2 separate regions of the Rattus norvegicus genome follow, and region 2 is linked to region 1. A link is a contact called in public Hi-C data. All regions are on one chromosome and are shown on one strand. Each heading gives the region's core, a stretch centred on a gene start, on an enhancer-like site or on the middle of the called end of the contact. The rest is flanking DNA. Distances are from core to core; before and after follow the strand shown.

Evidence for each region. Hi-C and Micro-C count contacts between places; a contact is called where the count stands out from the background.
Region 2: a contact with region 1 is called in a Hi-C map of psoas muscle, with 5 times the contacts expected there. The contact joins the enhancer-like site here to the promoter of Calu in region 1. A contact is called at or near these places in 5 of 12 Hi-C or Micro-C datasets (the Rat2 cell line, Schwann cells, frontal cortex and 2 more).

The regions. Positions count from the first base shown.
Region 1 is chr4:58,910,340-58,916,971 of GRCr8, forward strand. It overlaps Calu (calumenin), which reads left to right and starts at 4,117. Exons shown (of 7, transcript NM_022535.2): 1 at 4,117-4,150.
Region 2 is chr4:59,050,243-59,056,787 of GRCr8, forward strand. Kcp (kielin cysteine rich BMP regulator) reads right to left here. Exons shown (of 40, transcript XM_039108995.2): 30 at 6,459-6,541; 31 at 6,088-6,208; 32 at 4,371-4,450; 33 at 4,050-4,149; 34 at 2,287-2,429; 35 at 1,859-2,031; 36 at 1,667-1,778; 37 at 1,474-1,575; 38 at 243-407. Among named protein-coding and RNA genes, the nearest start is that of Spmip1, 17 kb to the left of the region's middle. Within about 2 kb of position 2,144, at least 5 of the 93 cell types and tissues checked have an H3K27ac peak or open chromatin away from gene starts, as enhancers often do.

The DNA.
Region 1 (6,632 bases), core at 2,867-5,366:
AGGTTGCAGTAACAGGCACACGACCCGTGCAAACTCAATCCAGGCTAACTCCTAACATGGAGAGGGATTTGTGCACGCGATACGCTTCTAGCTGTTCAGTGATTGGCAACTGTTAGCTACAGGGAGCCCCTGGTAAGTCAACCATGAACCAGTGAAGAGTACACATTCAAAATATTTAGGCCACACAAATTGGTCTTGAGAGGGTCTAAAAGAAAAGAATTCAAATTCCAGTGGGCGAGCAAGGAGGGGGTTTGGGAAGAGTTAGGGGTAGAGGTTGAACATGATCAAAACATGGACAGAACTCTCAAAAAACTAGTGGAAAGTGTTTAAAGTACTTGGCAGTCTATTTAAGAGATTAAGTAAAGAGTATCTGAACCATCTCTAGTAAAGAAAAGCATGTGCTACTATAAATAACCTTTAACTATGGTAACCAAAAATTCAAAATTAGTTACAGAGTCTTCCTCAGTGAAAAAGGAAACAAGATGATTCCTCAACTGACAGAATTCAAAAGACATCACAGCAAAGACTTCATTCTGCTGGGAGGAGAAAACCTGTATCCAGGCACCTCTGTAGCCTTAACAACAAGACTAAAAGGCATGACTATTTGCTCACACTTCTAAGATGAAACATGTTAAACTTCATTGGAGAACACATCTGGCTTCAGAAATGCTGGATAATACTCGTCTTCAGGCTACTGACAACCGAGTGTCTATCTCAAGTAACTTTTCTCTTTCTTGTTTCTTAAATCCTCTTATAATTAGGCATTTTAAGAAATTGTCCATGTCATTTAGCATTTCGCTTGGTCTATAACTAAATATTAAATAGTGTTAATTTTGGGTTTCGTGAACTTTCAAAGTCATTCATCTTCTTGTACATGTTTGGTTGAATCCCTACCTTACGCAAAACTAGTTTTCATGTTTAAAAAAAAAATTCAAGCGTGGGACTGGAGAGCTGGCTTGGCAGTTAAGAGCATTTCTTCAGGCAGAAAATTAACTGAGTCCAACCAATTAAACACTGAAAAATGCCCTGTGATATGTTCAGACGTCGAACAGAAAGTAACTTTACCTCTGTTGGCTTTTCCTGATCTAATTTTTAAAGTTTGTTTTCAAGTGCTAGAGGCACTTGAAGATTTGGTTAACTTTTCATTTATTTATACAGAAGACCTCCACCTCTAATAACTACAACATCCCTGAAGTTCTATGCCTTAGGTGCTGAAGTCTCTTCACTAAATGAGTACTTACGGTATTCTACATTACAATAAGCTGGGCTTTTTAAATGAAATGATATTTATAGTTTGCTAATAAAAAGGAAATAGAACTGCACAGACTCCTTGTAGGATCCTATTTCCATTTCTGTCATCAAAATTAAATGTAAGATCCAGTTATGGCTACCAGGATTTTAACATTTTGACTTCTTTCTGGGCGATGGGAGTTAAGATTGAACCCAGGGCCTTCATGCATGCTAGGCAAGCATTTTACTACTGTGCTACACCCTCCGATTAAAATTGTGATTTCTAACAAGTCTAATCTCTTGCTTCTATCATCGTTATTAATGTCTTGTACATAAAACAGATAATCTTGTTAAGAGGAAATCTACAGGAATATTGTATTGTTATCTAATTTATTTTACAACGTGGCTTTCTATTTACTTTCCCCAGCTAAATCTAGCTTAATACCAAGACAATAGAACAGATCTGGCCAGTAGCCAACAGACAAGAGCTCTGATAACTTGAATGTTGATGATCAGTCTTTCCTAGGGTTAGGGTGAGCCACTCTATATAACCAAGATTATAGCTATGAAAGCAAGCTGGCAGAACCAAAAAAAAAAAAAAAAAAAAAAAAAAACAAAACCTCACTAGAATTAAAAGGTAATAAGTAATGGTTCACAGAAAAAAGTATCTGTAAACACAGGGGTAAATATGCAGTCAATCCAGGGGTGTTGTTGTTGCTGTTGTTGTTGTTTTTTTTTTCTAAATTTATTCTTTTTTTTTCAGTTACTACTGTACTTTATTGTATTCAACCAAATCACCATGTTACAAAAATAGCAAGCTGCCATAATAAAAAATAAGGCTCCTCTATCCAGCACCAGATAGCATCATTTTACTTTCAAGCCTAGAAATTGCACACTTGTATATAAACCAACCGAAGATGAGGATTGAGAGTTCATCTTGGTGGATTTTTCCTTTGATGAATATGAAGTGTCCTTCCTTATCTTTTTTGATGACTTTTAGTTGAAAATTGATTTTATTTGATATTAGAATGGCTACTCCAGCTTGCTTCTTCTGACCATTTGCTTGGAAAGTTGTTTTCCAGCCTTTCACTCTGAGGTAGTGTCTGTCTTTGTCTCTGAGGTGTGTTGCTGTTGTTGTTGTTGTTGTTGTTGTTGTTGTTGTTGTTTTGTTGTTTTGTTGTTTTGATTGTTTAAATGCCCATTTCCTTCACTGGTTACTTTTATGCCACTGGGACAATATTCTTAATTATTTTACTTTTTTTTGTGTTACTTTTAATATATAGCACAACATTTCCTTTGGAATGTATGGCTTAGCAGACCACTAGCTTTCACAACTAAGCTAAGCGCATCATCAGATAATATCTGACAGTTATCAGGAAGGTTCTACTTGCTGTAACCCATTCTCTGATGTTTCCACTATTGTATTTGAAAAGTAATTTTCTTTGTTCTAGTACTATAAAAACTTCATCAAACTGTTACTACAGTGACATCTGGGCACTCACATTTGGCTCCAGAATAAACTCTCTTTGAGATGAAAGTTGTATTTTGAGTTGGTAGTTTGAATGTGCCAAACAGTAGCTGCCACCCTTTCCTCGTCTTAAGACAAGCTACTCTGTTTTGTCTTTCATGAGCTTAGTGTTTGTTTTTACTAGACTTAAACTCTAGAGGTTTTGTGAGCTGTTCATTCCATATTTGCTGAAAATCTAGTAGCTCTCAAATGCATACATGCTTTAATTCCATGGCATTGAGTAGTTGATGGGGCTGAGGTTATAGTTAAGTGGTAAACCCTACGCAGAATCTGGGTTCAAACTCTCCCTGCCCCATCCCCTAAAACAAATTGCTAATTTCCTATGTATCCTTTAAATCAAGGGCCTTCGATGCAACAGGTTTCTTCTACTCGGTTCACTTAGTATTGCTGAGAATTTACTTGGACCTGGGCTGTAAGCTGGGAGCTCCTGATGGCGTGATGGCATAAGTCAGACAGATCCTATTTTGGTACTTCGTCTAATAGAAGACAGGATAAGCACCGTTATTTAACAATATCTGGCTCTATACTGAAAATACAAACTGCTAGGAAAGCAAATACACATTATCTGTTTACTAACCAGGAAAGATTCCTAGAACTAACACCTTAACTGCACTGGCAATTTCACTACAGCTTCCATTAACATAGGATGGCGACCTGTTTCATGACTGATAGCTTTCAGTAGCTAAAAAAAAAAAATCGAGAAAACATCCTTCAGGCAGAGGAAGCTGCTTTGGGAACAAAGACCACATGGTTGTGAAATGGTAAGGCTGTTAGGGAAGGCCAGGATCGTGATGGTTTATGCAGAAGTGTGAAAGACCAACGTGGGTGGAAATCGAAAGGTACAAATTGGCGGGCAGAGAGCTGCTGCAGTAGATGGGTCTAGAGTCAGAAATTGGGCTCGTTCCATGGTGGGTGGAGACGTTACAGCGGGATTATTCCGGCCCCAGGGCCTTGGAGACAGGAAGAAAGCTATCAGAATGGCACTTGAAGCCTTGGGAATCAGGGTTGCGTTCCGTAAATGAGGACGTGGCGGTCAGTGGGCCACGGTCAGTGAGCCGCGCCCACTCGCCCAAGAGCAAGGAGCTAGGATTCAGCGTCCCCCACAGGATGGGTTACCCGAGCTGGGCGGGAATCCGGTCCACGCAGCCCCGCGCGCTCGCGGGGACGTGGCGATTTCCAGCCAATCCGGGTCATTCAATTGTGGAACCAATAGTCGCACGGAGAAGGAACGCGTCAGCAGTGATCATGCTGGTGATTGGTGTAAAGACCGCCGACAATCGGATGGGGGAGTGGCTAAAAACCACTTCCGGTTGGGCGGTGCTTGTGCGCGGGAGCTGACTCCCTGGGTGAGCCGTGGCCACGGAATCCTGCGGCGTGGAGCTCCGGGGAAAAGTAAGTTCTGTGGTGCACGGTGGGTCCTCGTTTGCTCTTACTCTGGCTGTCGGCCTTGTTCTCTATTCGTAGTGGGTCTTCCTCAATCCGGTCTCAGTGACCCGGATGGGCCCGAGGTTCCACTCTGGCCCCCAGTGTACGGTACCCGACTCGCTGTCCCGCAGCTCTGCGGAAAGGGTTGTAGCCCGGCAAACACTAGCTCCCGGGCCCTGCGCCCTCCTGGATACCCTTTTGTGCCTGGTTTCGCACGTCCTTGTTCTTTTTCCCGGGTCCCTCCACTCATAGTGGCCCTGGGACTAGAGGGTCACTTTTGTTTGTTTCCCGAAGGTCGGAGAGAATTGGGTAGAGAGTAGTATCCGCTCCCTGCCACCTCTCACGACTCTTGGGAGCTGCCACCCCGCCCCAAGGCCACATCCCGAGAATGAGTTGTAAGCGCCAAAAAAAAAAAAAAAAAGTTAGCTGTCTTATAGGGTGTAGGAACGTGGAGAACAAAACGAATGAAAATACAATGTCATTATTTTTAAAACTAAATGTTAGTTAGAAAGGAATGCCGCAGTTGTCTATGTTTGGCTAAAAATTATCATTAATGGAAACAGTTTTCACATGTTAATTTCCTTTAAGTAATCACAGTTTTTTGCTTGTCATTCCCAAGTGTTCTGACTTTTGACATGCTGTATGCAGAAGTGAACTTAATTTTAATTCCAGATAGTTGCTGTAATTGAGTGGTTTGCATTTTGTAAAGTTTCTTTTGCATGAGTGGGAAAATTCAGTGGGTTTCTGCTAAAACTTTTGGTTCTTTGATCGAAATTCCTAAGCGTTCAAAACCATGGAACAGGACTTTTTTGAGAATTGCATTCACTTCCTATCACGAACCATCAAGTCAGCATTAATAAATTGGGAATAATAGGGCACCGGTTTATTTAATTGAACTTGAAGGAAAAGAAACCTGGAATGACTGATAAATTATTCTTTGCTATACCTGAAAGCTGACCCAGGACAAATATATATATTTGACCTCATTCAGTTAGATTTAAGTATCAAGCGAAAGTCACCGCTGAAGAACTTATGTCCTTGTGTCCAAATGTGGGACTAGAGATAACCTATTACTATTTGTGTAAGAGGCACATCTGTCTAGTCCTGATCTGAGTTTGGCAGTGTTTCAGGGGTTTCCAACAGGATATTTTGCAGAGTCAAAAAGAAATCATGAGCTTACAAAATTATTGCGTGTGAGTGGATAGTATTCTTCTTAGTGTCATTCTCAGTCATTGTTGAGTGCCATTCATATAGTGATGTGTTAAATGATGTTTTTTATATCATTACCTCAGTACAGGAGACTAGTATGTTAGTGTTAGCTCAAAAAAAATTTTTTTAAGATTTATTTCATGTATGTGAGTACACTGTAGCTGTCACCAGAAGAGGGCATCAGATCCCATTACAGATGGTTGTGAGACACCATGTGGTTGCTGGGATTTGAACTCAGGACCTCTGGAAGAGCAGTCAGTGCTCTTAACCGCTGAGCCATCTCTCCAGCCCTAAACTTTTTTTTTTTTTTTCTGTCTGTGGCTTTGGTGTTGTTTTGTGTGTGAGAAAGTCTCATGGTTGTAGCCTTGGCTGGCCCAGAACTCACTGGAGATCAGCCCATTTCTACCTCCTGCATACTGAGAAGATTAAAGGAGTGCACAACCACACCCAGCTTTTCCATGAACTTGTAAATATAAGTGCCATTAAGCTGTTACAGATGAAATAACATGACATTATCTAAAATCACATTTATTTATGGGGACAGGGGATATTAATCTATATCACCATGTAGATTCTTGAGTCCAACTCAAGTTGTTGAGTTTGTTGACAAATGCCTTTACTGGCTAAACTATTTTGCAAGTCCCGAAAATCACGTATTTGCCTATTCCTTACTTTCGGCCAGATCCAGTAGTGAAATTGGAAGTTGGAAAGCCCATCAAAGCCAAATTGCTGCCAAATGTCACCCAATTGATCCAGTAAAATGTATTGGTTTCTAAAAAGTACAAGACCTTACGTTAGGAGCTATAGAGAGATCATTTATTTTAACTTAATGTAGCAGTTTCAAAACTGCCCAGTCTGGTGGTGTGGTGGCTCATGTCTGGAATCCTAGCATTTAGAAAGCCTCAGCGGGAGAACTACCTCAAGCCAGAGGTCACGCTGAGCAACACTGAGTTCTGGGCCAGTATGAGACTCAGAGAGACCCTCTACCTCGACTCCACCCCAACCTGCACAAATTGGTGAAAGCGAGATGGCTGGGTCACTGAAGCTGTTTGCTGCCAAGTCTGACAGCCTGAGTCAGATTCGGACATAGACAGTGCAAGGTGAGAGTTGTCCTCTGACCTGAGCCACATGTGCCCACATGTGCGCGCGCGTGCGCGCGCGCGCGCGCACACACACACACACACACACACACACACACACACACACATAAATAAGACGGTATAGCTTGTGGGCATTATCG
Region 2 (6,545 bases), core at 894-3,393, 140 kb after region 1:
TTTACAAATAAACTAAGGCTAGACCAGATAAAGGACTTGTTCAAGGTTCCACAGCCAGCAAGTGACAGAGTATGCTGTAGGGAGTCAGGTGACATGGTTACCACCCAGCCTCTTCCATTAATTAAGGGAGGCTTTAAGCCACTGGCATCTACGATAATGCAGAAGCCCGTCTTGGGTCCTGTAGCAGGGGCCTGTCCCCAGTCCTCTAGGCTGTTGCAAATTCTTCCTCTCAAGCTACTCACCTTCCAGCTGTTCCCAAATGCAGCCTCTGTGGGCAGGAGCCTCCCATCCGGACCCTGCAGATCGTCCTGGGCAAAGCCATTGAAGTTCCCACAGAGGCCACAGGTCTGGCCCCGGTAGGAGCTGGGAACTCTCACCTCCACCTGGGATTGCCCGTCCCACAGCACCTGTGCAGAGGGGGGAGGACAGAGACCCAAAAGAGTTCACTCGATAATTTGATAGTCCCCCTGCTGTGGGATGGACAGGTACACACTGCTCATTGAAGGGCCACTTCCCTGTATACCCTGCTACACAGCTGACCAAAGACTGATGGCACGGAGAGCTGCCCACTGCTGCAGGGAGAGCTGCCCACTGCTGCAGGGAGAGCTGCCCACTGCTCCTGGGCATCTTTCAACTGGGCTCCAGGTGGAACAAACCCACCTCCTGAGAACCACTGTCTTGGGGCCTTAAGGAAGGTACAATGCCATTAGAGTTTGGATCAAGTGCACACAGCGTGGGTTTGTAAGTTATGGCTCTGGCTGCCAGCAAGAGATTGTTACTTGTCCACATGGGAGTCGGGAGGGTCCTCAGAGACCACCCAGAACACCTTGACTACCTCCTGATCCCTACCGACTTTGGACCCCAATCTCAGGTTATGGATGACTGAGTACGAAGGTCTCTGATGCTGAGTCGTGCCCCCCCCCCCAGCTGAGGGCCGAACCCAGGGCCTTGGGCTTGCTAGGCAAGCGCTCTACCACTGAGCTAAATCCCCAACCCTGCCGAGTTCTTTTTTCTTTCCTTCTTTCTTTCTTTCTTTCTTTCTTTCTTTCTTTCTTTCTTTCTTTCTTTCTTTTTTTCTTTCTTTCTTTCTTTCTTTCTTTCTTTCTTCCTTCATTCATTCATTCATTCATTTATTTATTTATTTATTTATTTATTTATTTATTTATTTATCATTATATATAAGTACACTGTAGCTGTCTTCAGACACACCAGAAGAGGGCATCGGATCTCTTTACAGATGGTTGTGAGCCACCATGTGGTTGCTGGGAATTGAACTCATGACCTCTGGAAGAGCAGTTGGGTGCTCTTAACCATCTCTCCAGCTGAGTTCTTTTTAAGGATGTCCCCTACGCTCGCTCTCCCACTCCTGCCTCCTCCTCCCACCAGGCAGGAGCAGACACCTGACTTGGAAGTTACAGAAGCCTTAGAAGTGTTAAGGCTCCAGGACCACCCTGTTTTGCCCTCTGGCCACACCTGAAGCCCAGGCTGGGCATGCAGGATCACGGTGTGACCACGAAGCTCAATGTACAGCAGTGGCTCCCGAAGGAAGGGCAAGGTCACCGTGTGCTGGTCCACCTGGAAAAGAGGGGATAGGGGGAGGGAGGGACCATGTCGGGTCAGACATGTGAACTGGGTAGGACTGACCTTCCCTGGGTCCTTGGCTCACCATGACTGTCCTGCCTTGCAGCAGCCTCACAGCCACGGTTCCCAACAGCACCGCTACCTCTTGGGTCCAGGCCACACCCCTCCGGCCCCGGTCATCATTAGTCACGTGCACACTATGAGGAGGAAGGGCCCAGGTGCCAGAGGTCAGAGGTGCCAGGTTTAGGTGTCAGGGAGAAGGAAAAGGGGTTCATACCTGAAGTCCTCGCTGTGGCAGTCCTTGGCCAGCACGTAGCTGCAGCTGCCCTGGAAGTGCAGCAGGCGGCCATCGAAGGTGCGGTAATGGGGGTCTCCGAAGGCCATGCAGGAAGCCAGCCCGGGCAAACAGCGGGGACAGCAGCTGCCGGGACTCAGGGCAGGGACCTCATCCTGGCCTCAGACCCAAACACAGTCAGTCACAGGACACTCTCCCGTCAAGTCTCAGCACTTCACCCCACCCCTCGCCCCTGTGGTCTCTCTGATCCCTTAAACCCAGGTTCACCCCCTGGTGGTCACTCCAGGAACAGCATCAGCCCTGGCTTCCTGGTTCATGGAAGGCAAGAGAAGCCCAAGCCCCTTCTCATCACTCTGGGATAGCAGTGGCTTGTGTGCCTTGGTCCTACCACCTTGAACCAAAGCACTCACCCGGCCACATGAGAGGTTCCTGCAGCGCTGGCTCTGGCAGTGCACAGTACCAGCCACACAGGCACAGCTGGTGCAGGCGTCCACTATCCAGTGTTCTCCAGAGGCCACCCAGCGACCCTGGTGCGAGCATGATCCGGTAGGGTCTGAGGAGAAATGACACAGATTCAGTGCCCTACTCAAACACTGTCAAACATAGCAGTGTTTCTGGACAGACATCCAGTTCTCCTTCTTAGACTGTGTGGTGGAGGATCTCAGCAGGAGAGTGATGGGTTGGCGGGACCCCAGCAACATTAGCATAACCTGTACCTGCCACACATGATCTGAGGAACGGTGGGCAAAGGAAGGCGGGTCTAGCATCCACCCACAAATATGGGCCATGTGAGTGATGGGGACATTGTTCTGCTGGACAAGGAGTGGAGGCCTGGCTTCATTCCCACCTGCACTGTTGGGTGTTCTTGTGGGGCAGACAGAGGGACTTACCTATGTTACCCTTCCTCCATCAACCCATCCCTCGACTTGGCACTGCTCAAAGCCTGTGCCAGCTTTAGGCACTTTTAACCATAAGGACAGGAGAGCTCCCCACGACCCTGCTAAAGACAGATACCATTGTTTAGGGGTTTCCCGAAGGAGCCAGGCTGTGGTAGTTTGAGTGAAAATGGCCTACCACAGAATGACAGGGAGTGGCATTATTAGAGGTGTGGCTTGCTGGAGGAAGTGTGCCACGGGGTGGGGGGGTGGGGCTTTGAGCTTTTACAAGCTCAAGCCAGGCCCAGTGTCTCTCTCTCTCCCTGCTGCCTGTGGATTCAGATGCAGAACTCTCAGTTCCTTCTCCAGCACCATGTCTGCCTGCACGGCCCTGTGCTTCCTGCCACGATGATAATGGCCTAAACCTCTGAACCTGTAAGCCGGCCCTGATTATTTTCTGTTATAACAGTTGCCACAGTCAAGGTGTTGTCTCCTCACAGCAAAAGAAACCCTACGACAGAAGAGGCCATGACCTGTAATTTCTGTGGCCTTCTGAGTAGGGTCTTAGGCAGTGCCTCTTCCACAGCTCGTTTGGCCCATAGGAACGCCCAACAGCACAGGTGGGCATGGAGCCCAGGCCTCAACCCCATGCCCAGCACAATGCAGCTGCTGCTCACGTGGCCCCCATTGCTGGTGGATGTTAGTCCTACCTCCCTTTTCCTACCCACTTGTCCCCGGGTTACATGATAGGTGCAGGTCATGGATGTTGCTGGGGTCCTTCGGGCTCTCCATGTCCAACTCTCCTGCCAAGAGCCTCCGCCACATGGTCTGTGGAAGAGGAATGGGTGTCCTTCCTGAAGCACTCTCCCCACTTAGAAGCCATTGTCTGGTTCCACCAGCACCCAAGGGTGCTAATTTCTTCAGCAAGCATCCAGAAAGCCTGGTGTCTGGTGGGTATTAGGCCTTGCACTCAGGCTGGTTGCTTATGGAGTCCTAGAGACCCGAAATGCCAGTCCCTCGACCCCTCCACTGGGCCGACTCCCACCCACAAAGTGCAGTGTCTACAGTGAGCCTGGGGTCTTCAAGGCCCCTGAAAAATCCTCAGGCCTGAGAATGCAGGGCTTGGTCCCTATTCCTTCTCCCTCGTGGATCTCTCTCCACCCATGTGAATAGCTCCTCTATTTCCACAAAGAGAAACATTCTAACTGCAGACAAACTCAGGGCACCCACAAATGCAATCCCTTCCCTCCTCCATCCTGGGCTTCTCTCTGATGGGGAGACCAAGTCTGACCACTTACCTTTACACACGGGGCAGCAGCTCCCAGGGGTTGTGTGGTGCTCCCACAGGGGACAGCTGAGCGCAGGACAGGCCCGGTGAGTACAGAGCCATGTCAGATCCTATTGTGACCATGTAATGAACACAACATGGAGAGAGCAGCAGACTTCGTGGGGTTGTGGGGACAGAGTTGGGATTAGGGTATAGGCAGGAGACGACACTCAGGACAAATGTCAGTGAACAGGAGCTCAGGAGCTGCTGAGGGGAAGGGGCTCAACCTCAGCTCACAGAGCAGGAGAAGGGGCTGGAGGACTCTGAGGGTGGCCATGGCAGGAGGACTCACCTGACACTGGCAGGTGTAGCAGGGGTCTGGTGGCACCAGCTCAGACCCCAGCAGGTCCTCTGTGCAGTTACTCAGTGCCTCTGTGAAAGCAGGAACCCAGTGTGGGGTAAGGGGGTCAGGGGACAGGAGCCACAGTCCCAGCTCTGTCCTCAGAATTCTGTCTTAGACAGCCAAACATCCCCAGAACCTGAAAATTTAGGAACTATTTTTGAAAGTTAGCTCAATGTGAATGACTCATGAATTTGCATGTCATTCTTGCACCTCCATAGCAAAGATATCTGTCCTCTACTGCCCGATTTTAGTATATGTCCTGCCAAAGTCAGCATCTTTAGCCTCTTGGGAGAACTTGGCTATGATGCTGAGGGAGGTGGGGCTGGAAACAGACAGCATGCACTCACACATCATGGAGCACGCCAGGCTGCCTGGTCTGTTGTCACTTCCCTTCATAGAGTCTCCCAAAGGGGGAAGTAACGAAGCAGCCCAGGTTCTAGCCATGGTCCCACCCACCAATGGACAAATTAATTTACATCTCGGAGTCTCGTTTTTCATGTGTAAACCGCGCACCCGACTGGGTCGCTGTGAAAATGGGATGAGACACACCAAGTAGCATGTGGCATGCAGTAGGTGCTTAATAACGGAAGTGTCTTCTTACCCCTTGCGGTTCATTCTAGCAAGTGCTCTAAGGATAGATCGGATAGATCGTCCCGATGGAGGGCCGTGGTGGTTTTTACATTACAAATGTACTGAATACTCCTGAGCTCTAGCTGAAACATGGCTGGGGTGAAACTGTAGGATACCGCAGACTATGTCTTTACAGTAAGAACTGTAAGAATGCAGAGGGGCAGACAATCCCCAGCAGAGAACCCTGCCTGTGTGGAGGAACACGTGAGTGTGCCAGCAAAGGTGAGCCACCACGTCTAGGAAGCTGTGTTTCACTGACTTCACTGACAACACCTGGCTTCTGCACGAAGAAGGATGGCTGGGTTGAGCAAACTCCCAAGTCTTCAATCACGGAAACAGTTGGCTATTTTACAATATTTATAATAAAAATACAACTCTCTTTACCCCTACATACTTTTATAATTTTTTTTGAGAAATTGTAATTTCTCTGTGTGGTCCAGGCTAGCCTAGAACTCAAAGATCCACCTGCCTCTGCCTCCTGAGTGCTGGAATTAAAGGCATGCGCCACTACAGCCTGCTCTACATCTTTATAAAAAATTTTTTAGATTTATTTATTATACACTGTAGCTGTCTTCAAACACACCAGAAGAGGGCATCAGATCCCATTACAGATGGTTGTGAGCCACCATGTGGTTGCTGGGATTTGAACTCAGGACCTCTGGAAGAGCAGTTAGTGCTCTTAACCACTGAGCCATCTCTCCAGCCCTCTTTACAAATTCTTATTCACAGAAAAGAAACAGAATGGGCTCTCTCTATCCCCTCCCCCCAATGTCCCTTTGCCTCACAGCTCCCTCAGAGCCAGAAGATAATTGCCACCTTGCCGTGCCACCTCCCAGCCAGGATGTTCCACGACCTGCACGCATGGGCTGCAGAGGCCAGCTCCCCCGACCCCCAGCTTTGCCAACTTAGGCAGAAGCTTCCAGAACTGTCTGTGTGAGTCAGGAGAGGGCCGTGGGAGGAGGGCTAGCTGACTCTACAAGCATTTCTCAGAGGGGCAGCCCCGCCCTCCTGGTTTATCCCACAGCCTGGGACTCACGGGCACAGGCAGGGCAGCAGTGCTGGGGGCCAGGAGGAAGTAGCTGGCTTGGTGGGCAGCCCACCAGACTGGGGCACTGGCGCCGGCGACAGTGCAGGCTGGGAGGCCCCTTGCCCTTCAGCTGCAACAAGAACGAGCAGAGGTGAGTCCAAGGTCATGGAAGCCGAGCTGCTCCTTGGCACCAGATCCCCATCCAGGGGTCCAGACCCAGCCTCCCCAGTCAGACCTGTCCTCTGTCTAGATCCAGGTCTGCTCCCACTGACCAAGCTCAGCCTCAGTCCTGGGCCCAGAGACACATTCTGATACCCCACAGTCCTGCTCCATGAAGTTTGGAACCCAAACTTCCAGTTCCACATCCTGCCCTCTCCTACCTCGCAGATGCACACTTCACATGGGTCGTCCCCAGGTTGGAAGCTCTCCCCGGGTTCGTACTTTCTGCCCTCATGCTCACAGCCTTG